2 separate regions of the Rattus norvegicus genome follow, and region 2 is linked to region 1. A link is a contact called in public Hi-C data. All regions are on one chromosome and are shown on one strand. Each heading gives the region's core, a stretch centred on a gene start, on an enhancer-like site or on the middle of the called end of the contact. The rest is flanking DNA. Distances are from core to core; before and after follow the strand shown.

Region 1 (4,434 bases), core at 1,417-3,916:
GCTGGTGGCTCAAACTAGCAATCACAGCAGTGGAAACAATAATAGTCCTATTCCAGGTAAGCTGACTGTGGGAGCTGGACAATATCCTGACGGGTAGATTATGAACTAGAAGAAAGGAATTAACTATTCTTAATGTTCTCATTCCTTTGTTCTGTTGCCTGAGTAGCCTAGGCTGGTTTCTAAGTCCTTGTGTACCCATATCACTGCCTGAGTGCTATGATGGTGGCATAACTTACCAAATTAATATGATGCTGGGGGCTGAACCCAGGGCTTCGTGTGTTCTACACAAACAATCTACCCAACGTGCCACATTCCTAGCACCATTCCTTGTTTTCTTAACATGACACGACTTCTGAGATGGGAAGGGAAGACCAAGAAGTCAGTTTGCAACAAGTTAAATTTAGTATATCTGCTGGACAGCTATTAAGCAAGTGATTGTATATAAAAGACCAGCAAAAACAAACAAACAAAACAAACAAACAAACAAACAAACAAAAAACAAGGTCAGAGGAATAAATTAGAAAGTTCTAGGCAGATAGGCAATGACTGAAAAGTAGTGGAGCCAAACGAGATTAATTCATTAACCCATTAAACAAATATTTTATAAGCCCATTATGCTAAGCAGTAGTCTAAATAATAAACAGTATACAAAGAAAAATCCGTCTCGTAGCATAGCTTACATTCTGCTGGGGCAGTAAAATAACTTAAAAATATACACAGTACCCTCTTATCCAGGTTTCAGTTACCTTTGGTCTATCAGTCTGAAAATATTAAATGAAAATCCCAGAAATAAGCAATTACTGTTCTCTGTTGTGCACCATTCTGAGTAGCACAAATACTATGTTTTTGACTTAACCAGGAATCGCCCCTTTGAGCAGGTACCCACACTGTATATGCCGCCCATTTAGTAGTCATAGGGCTCAACAAATTGGCTGACCTACATTGCAGTGCTGGTGTTCAGATAGTTCCTGTTATTTTTGTTTGTTTTTGTTTTTTGAGATAGGTTTTTTTCTGTGTAGCTCTGGCTGTCTTGGAACTTGATCTGGTCTTGAATTGCCTCTGCCTCCTGAGTGCTGGTATTAAAGGTGTTTTTGTTGCTGTTTTTTGTTTTTTTCCAATAATTTTTTATCACTTTACATCTAGATCATAGCTCTTGCTCCCTCCTCTTTTTTTTTTTTTTTTTGGTTCCTTTTTTTTTTTTTTCCCCCGGAGCTGGGGACCGAACCCAGGGCCTTGCACTTCCTAGGTAAGCGCTCTACCACTGAGCTAAATCCCCAGCCCCGCTCCCTCCTCTCTTACAAATCCCTCCCCCTGACCCCATTGCCTCCTCCTGACACCACTGATGGCCCCAAGGGAGGATTCCAATCTCAGATGGGAAACTATATAGTCATTGGAGGTGGATGGAGAGAGGTAACTGGGTAGGGAATGGGTGTGTATGTGGTGCAGGTGTGGGGTGTGTGTGTGTGTGTGTGTGTGTGTGTGTGTGTGTGTGTTGATCTGGTGTTGGGAGTGAGAGTGGAAATACACCAGGGTAGGTGGGGGTGGGGGTGTCTGGGGTTTTCTCTGGTGGCTAGTTGGAGGCCTGGGGCAGGGGGAGGATAACAGAGATTCCTACCAGAGGGGGATATAGAGACTGTAGTAGGCACCTCCTGTAACTAGGCAGGACTCCAGGGGCAGGAAGGGGACATCAATCCACCCACAAAAACTTCGACCCAAAATTTGTCTTGCCTAAATCCCGGTTTTTAAAAATAGTCCTAGAGTACTTAATTAGTGATGTTGGCAGTTCAAGGGTATCAAATAACACTTGCTTTAAGTGAAAAGAATGTGCATATCATAAGTACTCACATGTAGAAAAAATAGCATATATAGGATTTGATACTGTGCTTGGGGAATTGCCCAGAGTCTTGGAAGGTATGCCCCTTCAATAATGAGAGACTATGGTTTAGCATGTCAGATAGTAATCAATATTAAAGAGAAAAAACCCAAAAAGTAAGCATGAGGAGCCTGAGAAAGTTGCAATTTTTTTTCTAGAAAGGGTGGTTAGGGAAGTCCTCACCAGGACTGTTATTTTTGTGTAGATCCTGGAGTTAAAGGCGTGAGGATTTGCATATACCTGAGAGTCTAGTATTTCTAATGAGACAAAACCAAATACAAAGAGGAAATAGTCCAAGCTGCAAGAGAAAAGTTAGAGCAGTGGCTGCCTAGAGTGAGTTCACAAGAGTGCTGGCTGGGTGAGAACTGGGGTGGGAGCGGGGTTCCGGGACACCGGCGTGTAAAACAAGCTACTGGAGCAGACTTAAGCTGGGAAGGTGTTTGTCCTATTGAGGATCCAAGGCTTTCAGTTAGATGTTTGCCACCAAGCTTAAAGGTGTACGCCAGCATCCGGTACTAAGGACGCTGTGGGTAGGAGGATCCGAAGCTCAAAACACAGTGAGACCCTGTCTAAAGCAAAACAAAACGAGGAGGGAAAGCCCAATAAAATAAAAACAAGGGGGGGACTCCACAAAACAACAACAACAACAACAAAAAACAAAACAAAAACAAAACACTAAACGATCAGCTGATACTAATGCCCCGCCCCTTAATTGGCTTCCAGAGACCGGAACTCCAGGGCTGAGGCCGGACCGGAAGTAGCTTCACAAGCGGCGGCATTTTGCAGGCTGCATTTCCGTTAGCGGCGGCGGGAATCTAGGTGCTGGCTGCCGACTAGGCCTCTGTGGAAGCGAATCCGGCGGGAATCTGAGCCATCCGAGCCGCCACCATGGTGAGAAGTCGCGGGCTGGCCGCAGGGCGCTCGGGGGTGCAGAGTGGGGCGGTAGCGGACCGCGTCCGTGTGTTGGAGCCGAGCCGCCTGTGGCGGAGAAGGTCGGGGTGGAAGCCGCTTGATCCCAGCGCCAAAGGCCTGGACTTAACGTGAGGCTGCGCCTGGGTAGAGGGGAAGGCCAGCCGGGAGACAGGCCGATGTGCGACCGTCAGACGTCGTCTCCCGGAGCCACAGTGGTTTCGGTTCCGCAGCCTCGGTAGCCTTAAACTGCGTCAATGTGTGCCCGGGTTTTTGGAACAGGCGCGAGCCTCGGGCCGACCCGGGAGCGCCGGGCGAGACGGAGGAGTTGTGGAGGTCAAGGCCGGAAACCTGAGTCTAGCAGCGGAGGGAGTGGGAGGGTAGGGGAGAGTGTTTGCACGCAGAGCGCGACCTTGCTACTCGTGTTCTCTTGTTGGGGTATGTCAGGCGCTTGGACTGCACCCTGAAATAAGTTCTCTGGCTTCTCTTGGGCCAAGTTTCTGACCCAGGCAGTCCTAATATAACTCACTATGGTAGCTCAGCATAGGCAAAAGTAACGGCAGGAGGAGGAGGGGCGAGAACGCTTTCTCCAGTAGGTGGGCCGGGGTCCAGAGCTGACTCCCAAGTGATTGTTTAGGGGCGCCCTGGCTCCCCCTAGGAGGGAGGGTTAGCAATCTCGAGAACTGCGAGAGCAAAGCTGTAGACGGCAAGAAGTTTCCAGGAGTCTGGTTGTTGGAGGCCCAACCCTGCTTTATCCCCGATAGTAAAATACCGCTTCAAGATTTTTCACAGGTTTAATGAACTTAAATTAGGTTTAGAAAGGTCAGCCATGGGGCTGGGGATTTAGCTCAGTGGTAGAGCACTTACCTAGGAAGCGCAAGGCCCTGGGTTCGGTCCCCAGCTCCGAAAAAAAAAGAACCCCCCCCCCCAAAAAAAAAAGAAAGGTCAGCCAGGGAAAGTGGCCGGTGCTTAAAATCTCTGTTATTTGTGATTTCTGTACTTGGAAGGCAGAGGATCCTGATTTTGAGATCAGCTTTGACTACAGAGCAAATGTAATAAATACCTTAGTATCTCTAAAACATTACTCTAGTCGTGTAGCTGAAGAAACCCGCGGTGGTGAAACACGATATTGCTTTTTGTTTTTTGGAGACTTGACTGAGGCAAGCCCTTGCTTAATCGTCAGCCCGGGTAGCCAATTTTACCAGTAAAAATGAATGACATTGGGTCCAGTTTTGAGGATCAAATGAAATGCACAATCCCTTTCAAGGGCTTGGATATACAGGGAGTATCCAATGAAGTATTAGCTGTTACTAGGCAGATGGACCGATGTATGCTGATCTCTGTGAACAGGTGATTAAGCAGAAAACACATAATCTGGGTCTTAAGTTTAGGACAGGGTAGTACTCACAGGGGTGAACAGCAATTGTAGTTCCTGAGGTACTTGGGTAGTTCCGGGTAACATAATACCAGTTAGACTGGAGGGAAGCTGTTATGTTTCTAAGAGAGACAGGTACCTCCGTTGACCTTGGGATGTGTATAGGCTCCCCATTTTTTCAAAGCTACATTGGAAGCCAGGATAGAAACTGTTGTTGCCTTAAATTAAAAATTAAGGTTAACAAGTTATATATCAGAGCATTAAGTATCCAAACTAA
Region 2 (4,434 bases), core at 1,353-3,852, 240 kb before region 1:
TTTAAAAAAAATCTGGAACTGGACATGGTGGCACACACCCTTGATCCCAACACTCTGGAGGCAGAGGCAGGCAGACCTCTCTGAGTTCCAGCCCAGCCTGGTCTTCTAGTCCAGAACTGCCAGTGCTGGTTACACTGAGAAACCCTGTCTCCAACACCTAGGAGAGGTGACTCAGCTTTATAGCAAACGCTGCTTGCTGCCTGCTGCCCTGAGTTCAATAATGGTGGAGAGGAAAACACCAACTCCTACAAGTTGTCCACTGACTTCCACATGTGCAGGAGGGGCGCACACACACAAATGTAAGATCCAAACTTCTATGTTTTGGCCCACAGAGTCTACCACATACATCTTTTGGGTGGGTTGTGGGGAGCTTTTCAAAAAGGGGTTTCTCTCTGTAGCCCTAGTTGTCTTGGAATTCACTCTGTAGACCAGGGTAACCTCAAACTCAGAGATCCACCTGCCTCTGCTAGGATTAAAAAGGCATGTCCCACCACCACTTGCAGAACCTGGACTGCCCCTCAGTTCCTCATTAATAAGTTGGTATGAATCATGACTCTAGTTCTGTACGGTGGTGGTACTTAGGAAACTGTACACACACACATACATACACATACATACATACACACATACATGCATACATATGTACTTAGCATAATATCTAGTATATAAGAAAGTTAGCAACTTAGGACATATTTATCAGTCCCAGTAATGTTTAACTCTTCTACTTGCTTCTATGAGTTCAACACTTCTATGACTCACATCTTTTGAAACATTATTTATGTATCTGTGAAACTAAAACTTCTTAGAATAAATAGGACGAGCTCTGTTGTAATGAGGTCATCTTTTTCCATGCTCTGATTTTAAAAGTCTGGGAAGGCAACAGGTATTTTTAAAAGTAATAGCTAACATTTTATATTTTTTTAGCTTTTAAATACATATTTTGGGACAGAGTCTCATCTTGCTGAGGCTGGCTTCAGTACACACACACACACACACACACACACACACACACACACACACACGCACATGCATGCACACACCTGGACTGAATTGGCAATCCTAGTCTTCCTGCCTCCACATCCCAAGTGCTGGGACTGTGGGTGTGACAGCACACTCTGCTCATTAGTAGTTTCAGTTGCTTCATACTGTACATATGTCTAAGAGGAATCATGAATAAACAAATGTAACAGATCTCTAAAAATTACCACGAGGCATCCTCTGTCTAGGAAACGCACCACACTGTAAATAACGAAGCTCCATTTAACAGTCTGGCTATGAGAAAGGTACATAGCTTTAGTAGCAGAAGCAATGTCTTCTACTGAAATAAAACACCATCTTCAGGTGCGTCAATAAAACATTCTATATAATTTTGTTGGGCAGCTATTAGGTTTTGTTTGTTTCTGTTGTTGTTTTGAGACAGGGTCTTACTATGTAGCCCTGTCTGGCCTGAACTATAGGCCAGGGTGGCCTGGACCTTGCAGCGATCCACCTGCCTCTGCCTCCAGAGTGCTGGGATTAGGAGGCACGGACCACCACAGGCTGAACAACTATTAGGTAACAGGCCCTGGCCTAAATATGCATGGGAAATTGAAGTATTCTTAGCCCTCAAGGAACTTGGCAGGAGAAACACATACAAACATTGCCCTCCTGTGCCACATATTAAAAGACTCTACAACTGGCCCCTGTGAGGCACAAAAGATTTTATTGCAGGCAAACCAAGGAGGTACCGAAAGATGAGCAACATTCTTTAGGGTGATAAAGAGGAAAACTGCGATGCCCATAGAAGGGACTATAGGACTGTGCAAACACAAGGCATGCATGGTCTGATGAGGTCCTGCAATTCTGTGAAGCTGGAACTCTCACTAATTGAGGATGGTTGAGGTTAGTTAAATTGGAAACCGCTCAGAGAGAGACAAATAGAGGCTGACTGATGAGAGTTCCACAAGCAGTTTGTACTTTATATCTTAAAAAGAAATAAAGCCAACGAGACAGTAACCATTGTAATCACGTTACTACTTTAGCCTTGAGAAAGTACCGCTAAGGGTACTCCAACTCCAGTGAGTTGCCACTGCCTAGGGTTTCTCATTAGTTGTGACCCAAGACTGAATCGTTGTTCACCCTCTTCTCTCAGCTTTGGTCAGTACTGTCACCCCGCCCGCTGTGGCGATCCCGCCCTCCTGTGAGAGCCCCTACGGTCTGACTTCAGCAGCAGTTTCCGGAAAGAGACTGGCACTCGCTGTCGCCGCGGGCGGCCTTCCTCAACGTGATCTGAGCATCCTTCCGGAGGCCAGCAGACCTCGGTTTGGGGGTGGCTTCTGAGCTTGCCTCAGTTGGCGCAAAGGAAGGACCAAATTGCTGCCCCTAAAGTGCGTAAAGTGGCAGACGTTCGGGCGAGCCGCCATAGGGGCGGACGCCAGCACCCGTGGTGACCGGGACGAGCACCGCTGGCTCTGCCGGCTCAAGGCAGCATCAGACAAACACGGTAAGGTGGGCAGTGGGTCAGAAGGTGGGGCGACGGGAGGCTCACCGGTAAAAGGCAGAGTCCCCGAGTGGATTCCAGTTCGCAGTGTAACAGTCCATGTCTAGTACAGCTGTCGGCTAGAGACGCCGAGGAAAAACCCGCCTAACCCAAACTCAGGCCGCACTTCCGCTTCCGCCCGCCGGGGTCACGTGATGAGGCCGCCATAGCGGCCATCAGCACTGTGGGCAAACTATGCTGAACGTTCGTCCTGCCCTCGGCCAGTACCAGGGCTTCGCGCCCGCCCGAGTGGGCCTAGCCTTAATTTCTGTTCTTCCCAGCGGCCAACCTCACTGCCCTTCTGATTCCTCCGGCGTTGGGGGTCGCATAGGGCGGGACATGGGTGACCGGAAGTGGGAGCCATGAGCATCTCCTGAAGCTCAGACGCTGGAAGCATTGGCTGGACTACCGCAACGCACGAATGGGGAGCGCTGGGCCTCGAGCTGCGTACCGACAGCTAACCTGGGCACCCGAGCTCTGTGGGGCGGGATTTTTGCAGAACCCACCGCTCTCCAGGGGCATGGGAACATGACTCTAGATAAGGAACCCGCTGCGGACAAGGCGCACCGCGCCCGGGCCTGCCGTACTGGCCGGTGAATCCCCGGAGCCCTGAGACCTGGTAACTGGCGCGAGCAGACGTGTGCGCACGCACGAGGCCGCCGTTGACACGTGTCAGGGAGCAAGGGAGTCTCTGCGTGCGCGCGAAGCGCCATAGTATAGGACTACCGCCCAAGTGACCCTCCGCCTTTCCTCGAGTGTGATAAAGGCTGGTGCCTTCTTGGGATTCGCCTTGCCGCCCTACTCTCCTCCCTATTACTCAGAGCAGCCAGGGAGGGACCACCGCGCATGGGTCATCTTGGAACAGACCGACCTACCTTGATTTCCTGCCCTCTATCAGCTTATTGGCCTCTCCCTGCAGCTGGTGTCAGTGGCAGCATGGTCTTCTGTTTGGAAAACAAGATGCCGCACCGCCTGCTGGGAAGCGCCATGGTCCACTTCCATGCCTCGGAAGTCCAGCAGCTGCTACACAACAAGTTCGTGGTCATTTTGGGGGACTCCAGTGAGTGACCACTCTAGGATGACATTTCACAGCCCTGTATCTACAGCCTTTTCTTTGTCTGCTCGCCGCATCTCCATTTCAGACTTCTCCATCTCTTACTCTTGTTTTAGAACACTAGACTGTATTTTTTTCTTTTTTAAATTCCCTACATACCTTCCACGGGTGCCCTGGCATATCATTTGTGCACTATTTCAGCCCATTCGTGTGGCATCTTTATCTGTTGTTGCCCTCCATGATTTTCTTAAAAGGATCTGTGGGCTATGTTGTGTGTTTCCCTAGTGACTTGACCAACATAATTTTGCCAGTTGGTCTTCGGTCACAGTGCATAAGCTAGAGGAGAGCGAAATAGCTGGGAAGAGCAGAGCCAGGGCTTTAAAATCTCATCTCGGGTTGGGGATTTAGCTCAGTGGTAGAGCACTTGCCTATCAAGTGCAAGGCCCTGGGTTCGGTCCCCAGCTCCGAAAAAAAAAAAGAAAGAAAGAAAAAAAAAGATCCAAACATAAAATCTCATCTCCTCTTTTCTAAGTCAATCCTCCATAGAGCTGTTGTTGGAGAGCCAAGCCCTGGGAAACAAAGACCTTCATTTGGGAAGCTCTGGGAGGGGGTTGAGAGCTACGTTAACCTCGGGATCCCTGTCTCCCTGCAGTCCAAAGAGCTGTGTATAAGGACCTGGTGCTTCTGCTCCAGAAAGACACACTGCTCACGGCTTCCCAGTTAAAAGCCAAGGTGAGAGAAGCTTGGCAGCCATGCCAGTGTTGGGTGGGTACAGACCCTGGCCTGAAAAGGACCACCTACCTGGCATGGATCTGACTGTTGGGGTGGGGTGGGTGGGCAGGGGGAGCTGAGCTTTGAACAG

The links. Hi-C and Micro-C count contacts between places; a contact is called where the count stands out from the background.
Region 2: a contact with region 1 is called in a Hi-C map of mammary epithelial cells, with 2.2 times the contacts expected there. The contact joins the promoter of Vps16 here to the promoter of Snrpb in region 1. A contact is called at or near these places in 2 of 12 Hi-C or Micro-C datasets (frontal cortex and mammary epithelial cells) and 1 of 1 datasets of contacts at active chromatin or transcription factors (oligodendrocytes).

Annotation. Positions count from the first base shown.
Region 1 is chr3:137,830,711-137,835,144 of GRCr8, reverse strand. Snrpb (small nuclear ribonucleoprotein polypeptides B and B1) reads left to right here and starts at 2,666. Exons shown (of 7, transcript NM_134358.1): 1 at 2,666-2,764. The coding sequence starts at 2,762.
Region 2 is chr3:138,073,878-138,078,311 of GRCr8, reverse strand. Vps16 (VPS16 core subunit of CORVET and HOPS complexes) reads right to left here and starts at 2,602. Exons shown (of 24, transcript NM_001005541.1): 1 at 2,528-2,602. The coding sequence starts at 2,580. It overlaps Pced1a (PC-esterase domain containing 1A), which reads left to right and starts at 2,205. Exons shown (of 8, transcript NM_001399284.1): 1 at 2,205-2,482; 2 at 3,438-3,578; 3 at 4,225-4,304; 4 at 4,414-4,434. The coding sequence starts at 3,455.